Linked DNA regions of Mus musculus: regions 2, 3 and 4 are each linked to region 1. The links are chromatin contacts, called in public Hi-C, Micro-C and promoter capture Hi-C maps. All regions are on one chromosome and are shown on one strand. Each heading gives the region's core, a stretch centred on a gene start, on an enhancer-like site or on the middle of the called end of the contact. The rest is flanking DNA. Distances are from core to core; before and after follow the strand shown. Region 1 has its middle 19 kb from the start of Esr2. Region 2 holds the start of Sgpp1 (sphingosine-1-phosphate phosphatase 1). Region 3 overlaps Sptb (spectrin beta, erythrocytic). Region 4 has its middle 31 kb from the start of Gm10451.

Evidence for each region. Promoter capture Hi-C pulls out the DNA fragments that hold promoters and counts their contacts. Hi-C and Micro-C count contacts between places; a contact is called where the count stands out from the background.
Region 2: a promoter capture Hi-C map of embryonic stem cells shows a contact between it and region 1, with 9 read pairs. The contact joins the promoter of Sgpp1 here to the enhancer-like site in region 1. A contact is called at or near these places in 2 of 39 promoter capture datasets (embryonic stem cells and hippocampal neurons), 6 of 115 datasets of contacts at active chromatin or transcription factors (astrocytes, embryonic forebrain, embryonic stem cells and 3 more) and 2 of 9 other capture datasets (adipose tissue and embryonic stem cells).
Region 3: a contact with region 1 is called in a Hi-C map of the N1E-115 cell line, with 2.9 times the contacts expected there. The contact joins two enhancer-like sites. A contact is called at or near these places in 1 of 39 promoter capture datasets (pre-B cells), 1 of 15 datasets of contacts at CTCF or cohesin (the NIH/3T3 cell line), 2 of 484 Hi-C or Micro-C datasets (the G1E-ER4 cell line and the N1E-115 cell line) and 1 of 115 datasets of contacts at active chromatin or transcription factors (bone marrow-derived macrophages).
Region 4: a contact with region 1 is called in a Micro-C map of embryonic stem cells, with 7 times the contacts expected there. The contact joins two enhancer-like sites. A contact is called at or near these places in 3 of 39 promoter capture datasets (liver and pre-B cells) and 27 of 484 Hi-C or Micro-C datasets (the G1E-ER4 cell line, the N1E-115 cell line, cardiomyocytes and 11 more).

What each region holds. Positions count from the first base shown.
Region 1 is chr12:76,195,256-76,198,254 of GRCm38.p6, forward strand. No RefSeq gene overlaps it. Among named protein-coding and RNA genes, the nearest start is that of Esr2, 19 kb to the left of the region's middle. Within about 2 kb of position 1,551, at least 232 of the 459 cell types and tissues checked have an H3K27ac peak or open chromatin away from gene starts, as enhancers often do. A contact at or near this core is called in the N1E-115 cell line, adipose tissue, bone marrow-derived macrophages and 2 more, where this site is marked.
Region 2 is chr12:75,734,276-75,737,274 of GRCm38.p6, forward strand. Sgpp1 (sphingosine-1-phosphate phosphatase 1) reads right to left here and starts at 1,454. Exons shown (of 3, transcript NM_030750.3): 1 at 638-1,454. The coding sequence starts at 1,288.
Region 3 is chr12:76,594,959-76,597,957 of GRCm38.p6, forward strand. Sptb (spectrin beta, erythrocytic) reads right to left here. Exons shown (of 36, transcript NM_013675.3): 32 at 2,768-2,843. Among named protein-coding and RNA genes, the nearest start is that of AI463170, 49 kb to the left of the region's middle. Within about 2 kb of position 1,598, at least 27 of the 459 cell types and tissues checked have an H3K27ac peak or open chromatin away from gene starts, as enhancers often do. A contact at or near this core is called in the N1E-115 cell line and bone marrow-derived macrophages, where this site is marked.
Region 4 is chr12:76,473,892-76,476,890 of GRCm38.p6, forward strand. No RefSeq gene overlaps it. Among named protein-coding and RNA genes, the nearest start is that of Gm10451, 31 kb to the left of the region's middle. Within about 2 kb of position 1,605, at least 29 of the 459 cell types and tissues checked have an H3K27ac peak or open chromatin away from gene starts, as enhancers often do. A contact at or near this core is called in embryonic stem cells, where this site is marked.

The DNA.
Region 1 (2,999 bases), core at 301-2,800:
TCATGGGACAAGGTACACCCATCCCAGCCATGCCAAATGGTGGGTCATCTCCAGGAAGCTCACTTGCCCACTGGAGCTCTTCCTGCATGGTGTCTGCCATTAAGAGAATGCACTGCTCTTTCAGAGAGCCCACGTTTGGTCCCTAGCACCCACACAGTAGCTCACAACGTTACCTATCACTCCAGTCCCAAGGGATCCAATACTCTCTTCTGATTTCCTTTGGCATTGCATGCACCTCATGCAAATGCATACACGCAGGCACCCACATATACACATAGAGTAAATAAATGACTTAAGATAAACACACGCACAGCTGGTGAGGTAGAGGTACACGGATCTCTGTGAGTTAGAGGCCAGTTGGTCTACATAGCCAATTCCCAGGCCATCCTAGGCTACATACTAGATGGCTCAGAGGTTGTGAGCACTGGCTGCTCCTGCAGAAGACAAGGGTTCAGTTCCCAGCACCCACATAGCAGTTCCCAGCTGCTTGTAAGTCCAGGTCCAGGGGACTCAACACTTTCTGGCCTCCACAGGCACCAGGCACACAACACGGAACACTCACAAATATATAGACACTCACATATACACGTAAAATAAAAATAAGAATTTTTTAAAAGTAATAAGCTGCGCATGGTGGCACAGCCTGTAATGCCAGCCCTTGGAAGGAAAACAATCTCTGTGAGTTTAAAGCCAGCTTGCAGAGCTGAGTACACGTACAGCTTAGGGGAACCTTGCACACGGAGCACATGCAGAGTTGTAGCCAGCACTGCAAGGTTCTGGAAAACTTCCCAGCATTTAGAGTCAGACCCCAGTCTGGCTGATCTGAGAGAAAATGCGAAGCCGCCAGGAGCCAAGACAGGGAAATCACCTGCCTGCTGCGACAGAGACCAACAGGCACGCAACTCTGCCCCGCCCAACACCCCGCCCGGGCAGCGCCCTGACACCACCCCCACACCCTGATTGGCTGGAATCCAGGCACGTTTTGTTGCCAGGTCTTCGATGGACACAAGAGCAGTCCGCCTGCGCAGGCTCAAGTCGGGTAAAACTGGCTTTGCCGCACTGTTGGGATCTTCAGGACCTCAAGTTTTGTAGCAACCCGAAAGCAAATTCTGAGCAGGAAGGTGGCCTTAGCCTAGATGGCCATTTGAGTTTTCTGACCCGCAGGCAAGGACATTGGGTAGGGTCCCTCCATGTGGAAGGGAACACTTAGAGTTGAAGGCCAGCGGACAGTGAAGGAGGAGAATTTTGGGAAACCCCTGGCTGTAAAACCTAACGACTCCTACGATGACCGCCAAAGAACAGAAGCAGAATACAATGTCTCAGGGCTGTGCCTTCTAGCTCAGGTGCTTCTGGTACCACAAGATCCTGTAATTACAGAAAGTGTTTTGTCAGAGTAATTGAAGCTGCCCACAACCCCATCATTAGAACTCAGAGATCCAAGTCACATTTATTATCTTGAGATAATGTTAAGATTCTAAGCAGCTCCAGCCTTGAAGCAAGCTGTTCGTTCAGCAATGATCCAGAGCTTTTTGTACCTCTGTCTCCCTCTGCTGTTTGATTCGGGACACTGCAGTCCTCTGTGATTCTTTTATTCGCGAGGAAGGGCTGACTGTGGAAAGACCTAAGGCTTCTGTGCTTTGGAGCCAGCTTTCTGTCTTTTGTTTGGGTTGTAGCTGGCAGCATGTGTACTGATCTCAGGCAGCCTGCAGCGCAAGCAGTCAGGAGACCTGGTCTGGCTGTCCTGTGTCCTGTGTAGACAAGGAGGATGTGGGGAAGCGAACACAGAAAGGCTCCTTTGGGCATAGATACCCACATCAGCTCACTGTCTCTGCAAAACAAAACAAAACAAAACAAAACAAAACAAAACAAAACAAAACAAAACAAAAACAAAAAACAAAAAAACTACCGTACAGGCAGTTGCACTCCAGGGTCCCCTGTCCATCTCTAGGCTGAGTGAATCCGACCCTGGCGCTGCCCAAGTCCCAGCTCTGGGCTGGGGTGCTGCCCCTGGCTGTAGCTGTCTGCCTGGGGCTTGAGGACGGAGCCTCTCTGGAGCTCTCTGTAGTCGCCTCATACAGAGTCAACAATCCACACACTGCTGCAGCCTTAGATGGATGCCCCAGCCATTTATTCGGGGGTGGGGGTCGGGGCAATGGACTTTTCTCTCAGGTTAGTCAGTAAATGCTGCATAAGACGATATGCAGTGAGCTTTCATAATTACACTAAAGAAAGATATAGGCTTGGGACAACTTTGTGTTCAAGGAAACCTTCAGTTCCAAGGATGAAGCCACAGGTGTGCACACGATAAGGCAAGCCCATGTAAAACCTGTTGTTGGAACTTAGAATGAGCTTAGAGAAGGAAACACTGCTTTGAACTTGTTCTTCATACCTTTCTGAAACTCCCTTTTTATGGAACATTTTATCTATAAAGTAATTCTTTCTTACATAGAGAACTTTTTGTCTAAAACGCTATAAAAAGGCTGATAGCAATAAAGAAAGGTGGTGTAGCTGTTTTCCACTTCACCCAAAGTGTGTGTGTGTGTGTGTGTGTGTGTGTGTGTGTGTTCTCTGTGTGAGTGACTTCTTTCCCTTTTCTCTTTTCTTTCCTTTCCTTTCCTTTCCTTTCCTTTCCTTTCCTTTCCTTTCCTTTCCTTTTTTCTTTTTTCTTTTCTTTTCTTTCTGGTTCAAAAAGTGTTAACGAGCTCTGAGCCTCTCAGAGGCTTCTAGCTGACTTGCCCGAGAAAGGAGCAGCAGCAAGAAATCCTTTTTGTAATTTCCCGGTGTTTATTTAAGCATTAAGAGTCAAGTTTGTTTGTTTGTTTGTTTTGGGGTTTTTTTTTTGGTTTTGTTTTTTGGTTTTTTGGTTTGTTTGTTTTTTTGTTTTTGTTTTTGTTTTTGTTTTTTTAGTGCTTGTGGAAGGCACAGAATAATAACAAAGAGTTAAGATTCCCCCAGAGTTTATTTAAGCACAAAGTGTTAAGTTTCCCCAGTGCTTCTTT
Region 2 (2,999 bases), core at 204-2,703, 460 kb before region 1:
GCTCCTCGGAAGGCAAAGCCTATAACTGCAGGGTTACAGTTACCGCCATAGTAACAGTGTAGCAACTAACAACTGGTTCTCCAGACCAGAGACAGAAGTGAAGTGTCTTAACAGACCTGCAGTCAATCCTTTACGACGAACTCATCTAGATTCTGTTCCTTTACCTTTCGGCTTTTTTTCTTAACTGTCATTACTTTAGTGCTTGGAATGTGCCTGTGCCGAAATTATACTACTGTTTTGAAAACACTCTTTAATTTTACATTGTAAACACCATGTATTGCAGTGAAACCGGGTCTCAGTTACCAAGTGTTTCATTTTAAGTACACTGAATCACCACTGTGCATCAGACGAACTAAGTTTAAAAACTCAGTCTAAGCTCAAGGATTCAATGCACGAAAAGTGTTTCCTTGGGGGGTGGGGGTCTAAGAAACTATACCCAACTGTATTAAAATACAGTTTAGTGTTTAAGAACCGTCATCAGTTAATTTTCTAGAACTCTGACAGGACCTGCGTGGGTACTGTGAGAACCTGTGGGTTGGGGTTTTGGACGGGAAGAGGCAAATTTTTAAAAAAAGGGGAAAAAGAAAGTTCAGAAAGCACTGGAAACTCGACCGTGGAGCTGAGGGGCACAGCGTACCTGCCAGCGGCCATAGGTGAGCAGGAACATGGCGATGGGGATGGCGGTGCCTGACATGGCATGCGTGGAGGGCATGCTGTATTCCGAGTTGTAGAAGACCTCCAGCTTGATGACAGGCGGCGAGGCCGGCCGTGGCCAGCGGATGATGTCCTTGGTGCACTGGCCCAGGTACATGACCAGCACCCAGATGATCACCAGCCTCCGGCCCACAAAGGGGTCGAGATTCCAGATCCAGAAGGGGAAGAATAAGATGTAGAAGAGCTCGTTGCCCAGTTCCGTGCCTAAGCAGAACAGGTAGTAGAGCGGCAAGTTGCTCACTTTGACCAGCTCGCCCTCCTCGCCCGTCAACGAGTTGCGGCGCTGCGAGCCCGCGCGGCGGGGCCCGGTCGGGCCCGGCTCGGCCGCCAGCCCGTTGCGCACGCCGTTCGGGGCACCGCAGCAGTCCGCCTTGGCGGGGCTGTCCTCAGCGCCCGGCTGCCGTCCCCGTCGCCGGGGTTCTCCCGGGGCTCCGCGAACCTCGGTCTCTGCATCCTCGTCCGCCGCCGGGCTGCTGAGCGGCACCTCCACCCCACACAGACGCTGGAAGCTCGCCACCCGCTGCGGCTCCTGCAGACGGCTGGCCAGCAGAGCCAGCCGCTGCCCCAGGGACATGGTCGCGGGCCACTCGGGAATTGATCCGGCCACGCGCTCCTCGCCAGCCACAGCCGCCACGGTGCCTAGCTCGACTCGCTCGAGGCTGCCGGCGACCGCGCCAACAGGCCGCAGCGGCCGCCGCGCGCGCCCTGCGCCCCGCGCGCCCCTCCCCTGGCGCGCTCACGGAGGCCCGCGCCGCGCGCGCAGCCCGGAGCTGTCGCCGAAGCCCCGCCTCCCGGTGCTCCTGGTTGCTGTGCGAAGAACAGTGCGGGTCTAGGCAGGGCTGGTGACCCAGGAGCTGCCCGCGGCTTTTATTAGCCTGGAATCAATTGGGGCGTGATGAATGGAGGCAAAGTAACCGCCGCGAAACCGGAATCGTCCGACTCACGCCATTAATTAGCAACTAATTTCAGAGCTGTCTCGGATGGTTGATGTCCGGAAAGCCACGTGCCAATTGACCAGCGGTGGCAAGATTAGAAAACCGTAGATAATCCAGGACAGAGCCTGGGTATGTGATCGCTGACACAGCTGTGGTCTGCAAAGGAAAAGCCAGTCACCTACCAAGTAAAATCTGACTGTCACTCATCACATACGTCTCTTAAGCGAATTTAGGTGTAAAATTTCCTTAATAAATTCTAGCACTTAGCAAGATTGCTCAGAACACATAGTTAGTGGGAGAATGTAGCGTGGAGAATTCTGAGGGTATTTTTTGTTTTGTCTTTTATCGTTTTCTTTTTGTGAGTTTCGGGTTTGTTTTTTTGTTTGTTTGTTTTTTTGTTTTTGTTTTTGTTTTGTTGTTGTTGTTTGTTTTGTTTTGTTTTTGTTTTTGAACCAGGGTATATCATTTAGCCGAGATTGGCCTCAGCCTTGCTATGTAGTTAAGGCTAGCCCTGAACTGTTGATCCTTCTGGTGAAGCCCCCCAAGACTCGGGGTTACTGGGGCACCATGCCAGGTTTGAACTTGGAATCTGATAGGCTGAACTAGAATCTTAACAGGATTGTCTTGCAAGTCACAAACTTGACTTTAACTTCTAGATGGATCCGATTTTATTAAAAGATTTCAAAGTTTTAATTCCAGGAAGTTATTTTCAGTCAAGGCAAACGAATGTCTATAATTAAAGACTGAACTACTTCCAAGAAAGAGGCTGGAAAATGCTCCATGCTGGTAAGCCATGAGAAATAGTTTCATTTCCCAAGAAAGATTGCTTCCCAGCTCCTCCTATTCCACTTGCTGCAGTCATAAAGAGGATTGCCTCGAGTCCCTGGCCCTGGAATTGCTGAGGTTGGAAAGGTTGAGGGAGCACAGACGAATCCCAGCGCTTGGAGGCTGACATGGGAAGATTTGGAGTTTGAGGACAGCTGGGGCTTCATAACAAGATACTGTATCAAAATAAGTAAAAGCGTTTACAGCCTAGGAAAGCAGACAAGCATGAGAAAAGGAATACTGGGCCTGAAGAATGGTATACAAAGTAACCATGGTTTGCTATGGGTGTCTCTTCTTAGCCAGCAAGCAGGAAGCTCTGAGTTTGGGCCCAGCAGAACATACACAGAGTAGTGTTATTAGTTGATGTTTCTGAATAATAAAGACCATTATTAGCATTTGGCAAAAATAATCTATAATAAAACATGCTATGCTGGCCAGAAACTTGCTGTGGAGACCAAGTCTGATTTTCAAGTACTGAGCTAACAGGTGTTTGCTACAACTGAGTATTTTGTTTGTCTTGAAACC
Region 3 (2,999 bases), core at 348-2,847, 400 kb after region 1:
CAGAGAGGGTGCCTGTCTCTTGCCAGAAAGTCCTCCTGCTTTACCCTCCGGCTGAAGGCCCCCTCAGGGCTCCACTTCTGGCATTATATAGGTTTGAACCTCAGTCCTTTCCTCAAAGAGGGACAAGGGCAAACACCCTAGGCTGTGACCTCTCCTTCCCCATCCTGATTTCACAGTAGCTTCCGGAATCTCAGAGTTAGGAGCAGATGGAAGGAAAATAGGAAAGCCATCCTCTCAGTCTCCCCCTTGGAAGGCTACGTCGCTGACTCGTGGGACTGTGGACTTTCTGTAACCTTACAAAAAGACCTTTATAAGGCAAGAGGCTTGGGGACGGGGAGAGGATTCCAAACCCACACAGGTTAACCAGAACCAAAGACCAGACCCCAGACATTCTGACTTCATCCCGAGTCTTGCTTCTTGTGATACCTTGTGTCTCTGGCTTGGCCTCACACTTACCTGTGGGAAGGGTCCGGCTTTTACCAGAATGCATTCTAACATGCAGAGGCGAGGGGCAGTAGTGGCAGTGCACAGTGATGGTTTGGCAGCTCAGTCATTGCATGTACACACACAGGAAAGGGAAGGCTGGATCAAGGCCCGCAGGGTGCCACCTATCCAGGCACTATCCAGGCAGGGCAAGGGGTACGTGGTGTTCCACTCCCATTCGTAACTCCAGCAGGAAGCGACATGCATTAGTAAGGGCTTTTACACGAAGCAATGTGGCATGTATCTAAACTACAGGACCCGACACCAGACTGCACAGATAGGACCAGCAGGAGAGCCATGGCACCCCAGGCCCATTCATGAGAAGGCACAGCATACAACTGAACCTTCCTGTGATGGGCCAGAGGTTAAGGGCAGTGAAGGGGGGCTGTAGTGAGCTGGGGAGGACCTCTCTGAAAGGAGGTTGGGCTTTCTGTCTGCATGGGCTCCATCCTCTTTCTCATATCAAAGATGATTTGGAGTTATGTCCTCCCTCCTGCATCTTTAAGGCTTGGGAAGGCGCTGCAGCAGGAAGAAGGCTGTCTCCAAGAAGCCCTGGGCCTGGTGTTCATTTGATTAGCCATCTGGTTGCTTTCTGGTACAGATATGGGTTGCATTTCCAATCTGGTGAGTGGCTGGTTCCTCAGCAGAGATTCCCCCACAGGGGCTCATTCCTCCCCCAGAGAAACACTCAGATTTAAGCAAATTTTATTCCTCCCAACCCAGTGATATTCAAGTGTCAGATGGAGGTGGCTCAGGTGCACATGTAGTTACATTTGCACAAACGTACACGTACACGACAGACAATGGTGTCGAGATGCTCAGGTGGTCATGAAGCCTGCACACCGGGGACACCACGGCATGCAGACACACAGGGATGCAGGGCAGAAGCGCGGGTGGAGGCAGGAGGCAGGAGGCAGGGGCAGGGGCAGGTCCAGCCCTGTTCACAGTCTGTAGCCCCAGGAGTTCTCTCTCCCTCTGGTGGGAGTGGGCTGAGGGATGGGGTCAGGGGAGTTGGTGCTGGGGAAAGGGAGCTGCAAGACAGTCTACCACAGGCGGGATGGGAACGGCAGCAGGATCTTCAGAGAGAGGTCTTCCAGCAGAGCCCAACAGTGCCCTCTGCTGAGCATGATGGGTCGGTGCAGCTCAGAAAAGGGCACCAAAGAAACTGAGGTGTGTGTGTGTGTGTGTGTGTGTGTGTGTGTGTGTGTGTGCGCAGGGATTCTGCACAGGAAGATATGTGCGTCTTTCTAGGGGTAGCTATTGTAGTAGAAATTCCCACCAAGGATGCTAATCTTTCTCAATCCCTACTCACGTTACACCACACTCATCTGGGCTCTGAGAGAGGGAGTACATGAAGTTATCTGTTGCTACTGATACCCAAAGCCACATGCCGCAGGGATCCATGCAGTGGTGCAAACCACATGCAGATTGCGTTCTTCTCAGCCGGCTACTCCCAGAGCATTTCCCCAATCTGAGTCGCAGCTGTCCAGGCTCCCTGAACAGACTCTCAGGGCCCAAGAGAACCTGCCCTGGGTACGGTCCTACGGCTGTACATCCCAGGCCTCTGGAAGCTACTGTTCCTTAAGCCCCTGTTCTACAAATTGGGGGCTTCCTTGCAGTACTAAAAGCCCTGATCTCCTTCCCACTTGCAGGACTCAAGCCTAACCCTGCCTTAGAACCATCTCCCTAGTCAAACTTTATGACCTATAGCCATAGAGGGATGGGCTCTGTCTGAAAAGAAATCTGCTAGATGGGTGGGCTATCTACCCCTCGCTGCATGAGATGTCTGTGGGTGGTTCAGCAGGATGAGGCAGTCTGTCGGTGTGTGTGTGTGTGTGTGTGTGTGTGTGTGTACATGTATGTGCCAGCATGTATGGAAGAGGACACTGTGCTAAGGACGGGGTTTGAAGGAAAATGGGAAAAGAGACCATGTATCCAATGGAATCAACTCTGAGTAAAGTGTTTCCCCTGTGCTGATGGTGACAGATTTTATCCCATAAAATTTATTAGACTAGAGAAAACCAAACTTGTAGAATCATGTTGGTGGGCTGGCTTCTGGGTTGGAAGGAGAGGAGTTATTTAAGAATTAAAATCTAAGTATAAAAGTAGACGGATCTGAAGGAGGCTCCTAGAGGGGACATGTGGGCAGGATGAGGGTGGGGACCAGGAAGCACACCCTGTCCTCGTCCTGGCCTTCCTTCTGCCCTGGCTGAGTCTAGAAGGGGTGAGCGGGCTCTGGCAGCAGCGACTCCCAGGAACTAGACAAGCGGGACATGAAACTGACCGGAGATGTTCTCTCTGTGGCCGCATGGTGGACCTGGGGGGCCTCGCCAGCTGTCTCGCCTTCCTCCTCTTGAGGCCTAAAGAAGACACAACCTCTCTTTAGCGACAGGTGCCTCTCTGTAAGGCCTGGCTTTCCCTGGCTTTCCCCACACTGGGAGCACAGAGCATGCACAGGCGTGATCCCTGGCTCCGTCCCAGAGGAGGTCAGCAAGGAGTCGGCCCACGGCTTCACA
Region 4 (2,999 bases), core at 355-2,854, 280 kb after region 1:
TCTCCAGGGGATCCCCTCGACTTCCTCTGCCCCCTCTCCATGCTGGACATGACGTGGGAACATGCAGTCTGACCTGAGGCCTCAGATAGCTCTGGAAGGCAAAAACTCACTCAGGCCTCCCACAAGGGCGGTTCAGACAATGGAATATCCTGCTCCAGGTGCAAATGGCTCCCTAACGTCTGGCCATGGCGTGAGAACATTCACACGCCAGCCTTCTCCTTCGTCTGCAGAAACACGATTCACACAGAGCTCACGGTGGAAACAGGTGTCTTCATATGGTGGATTAAAAAGACTTCATTCTGGAGTATTCTGACTCTGGAAGTCATTGAAACAAACACTGCAGGCATCTACCCAAATATAATCAGGGTCTGTGTAAAACAGAAAGCAGGAGCAGTCTGGCCATACCCAAGCAGCTGGCAGTATTTTGCATGTTCATGATTGGGCGTTACAGACAGGCTGAGACTCGCCCTCAAACTCAGCTAATCAGAGCTCAGCTGTACTCCAGGCGGGCCATCTAAGTTCAGTGACTGAACCATGGTCCTATTGGCCACTGCTTTGTAAGAGACGGGCGCGGTGGTGCACGCCTTTAATTCCAGCACTTGAGAGGCAGAGGCAGAGGCAGAGGCAGGAGGATTTCTGAGTTCGAGACCAGCCTGCTCTACAGAGTGAGTTCCAGGACAGCCAAGGATACACAGAGAAACCAAACAAACAAAAAGACAAAACAAAACAAAAAAAGAAAATTAGTTCAATCTAGGAAGTAGATAACTGGTGTTTGGCAGCAGAAATTAAATAAAACCTACTAGACAGAAACACTACAAGAAGTAGATAACTGGTGTTTGGCAGCAGAAATTAAATAAAACCTAGACAGAAACACTACAAGAGCAAAAGATGTGAACTGTATCGTTCCAAACATGAGGGCAGGGGGGTGGGGCTGGTGGTGGTGGTGGCAGGGTCTGATGGATTGTGACATTGTCTAGGTCTATGTGACATTGGCTTTGGGGGTTTCACAGCTCCAGTGTGGAGATCAGAAGGATCAGAGGACAGCTTCCAGGAGTCTGTCCTCTCCTTCCCCCACGTGGGTTCCAGGGACTCAGGTTATCAGGTTTGGTGGCAAGTGCCTTAACTCACTGAGCCATCTGCTGGCTACATTGATGTTATATAGGATTTGACAAATTTACAGCACACGTGTCCAACATAACAACACCATGACAGAATAGTTTGAAGACTGGTGTGGTAGTGTACACCTAGAATCTCAGCACTTGGGAGTAGAGGCAGGAAGGAGGTCAGGAGTTCAAGGCCAGCCTTGACTACATATCAAGTTTGAGGCCAGCCTGAGTTACTGGAGACTCTGTCAAAACAAGCAACATAACAACACAGAAAACAAAGAAAGGGGAAAAACAAACAAAGGGGGAAAAAACAATGAAAGCAAACAAGCGGGAACTTTCCTTGCCTGAAACCCTTTGTGCTTGGACTCATTTCTCTCTCATCCTTAACGACCTATCTTATTATGTGTAGACTGAGTTTTGTTATTGAGTCTAGGCTGCCCTTCAGTCATGCTCCTGCCTCAGCATGAGCCACCACACCTACTTCCTCCATGTCTTTACAACTCATTTATATTGCCGCAGAGTAATAGTCGACTATACAGACGGCACCACAGTTCTTCAGTTTGACTTTCAATGCAGTATTTTCAGATTAAAGTAGGCTGGAGGAATGGGCACTGATTCTGGACCTGGTGAACTTTACTGCTCTTTGCAGTATTGTGAGACGGCAGGGAAAGGCACAGGCCCTCTTTTAAAGGATATGTTTATTAATTCTTTGAGAATTTCACACAATGCATTTTGATCATATCTACCTTAACTCTCCCAGATCCATTTCCTGTCTCCCCACTCTCCTATCTCCAGGTCCTTTTTTAAAAACAACCCACTGAGTCTAATTTGTGCTGTCTGTCCATATACTCCTGGGTGTGGTACCATCCCTGGAGCATGATCGACAGGTATCTTATTATATAGCCCAGGCTGGCCCCTAACTCTTAATCCTCTTGCCCCAGACTCTCTCAGGAATGCTAGGATTATATGTGTTAGCATTTCTTCTAGGCTCCGCCCAACAGTTACCTAGCAACAGCCAGGTGGGAGCCTGGCTTGCTTTAAAAGGTGCTTTAAAAGGACTGTTTGTCTCCCACCCTCACCCCACCCCAGCCTCTCTCTCTCTCTCTCTCTCTCCCCCTCTCTCTCTCTCTCAGCGGGGCTGAAAAGGGAGTAGAGGCAGAGAAAGAGGAGGGGACAGAAAGGGAGAGAAGGAAGGGAAAAGTCAGGGCCAGAAACACATGGGGAGAGAGAGGGAGGAGAGAGAGAGAGAGAGAGAGAGAGAGAGAGAGAGAGAGAGAGAGAGAGAGAGATTGAGGCCAAAGTCTTTTTATAGCAAGCCAGACTCTTACCTGGCTGTTGCTAGGTAACTGTTGGGCGGAGCCTAGGAGAAATGCTCACATTATGTATGTGCCACCACACCCAACTAAATTACCAGTTTTTAAACTACCACAATTGAAAACATGTGATGTCAGCAAAAACACAGATAAATAAGATGTCCCTAGATAGACCCACACATAAGCAGTCTCCTGCCTTAAGCCTGAGGTCCTATGTCATTCACTGGGAAAAAACATGGTCCTTTCAACACATGACACTGATCTCCTAAGTATTCGCATGTTCCCTATATCACTCCAAATGCAAAAACCATGTCCAGATCAACCACAGACCAAATCGTAAAAGGTAAATGACTAAGACTTCGTTTTGTTTTGTTTTGAGACAGGGTTTCTCTGCATAGCCCTGGCTGTCCTGGAACTCACTTTGTAGACCAGGCTGGCCTCGAACTCAGAAATCCACCTGCCTCTGCCTCCTGAGTGCTGGGATTAAAGGCGTGCGCCACCACGGCCCAGCTTTGTTTTGTTTTGTTTTGCTTTGTTTTGTTTTTTGAGACAGGGTTTCTCTGTATAGCCCTGGCTGTCC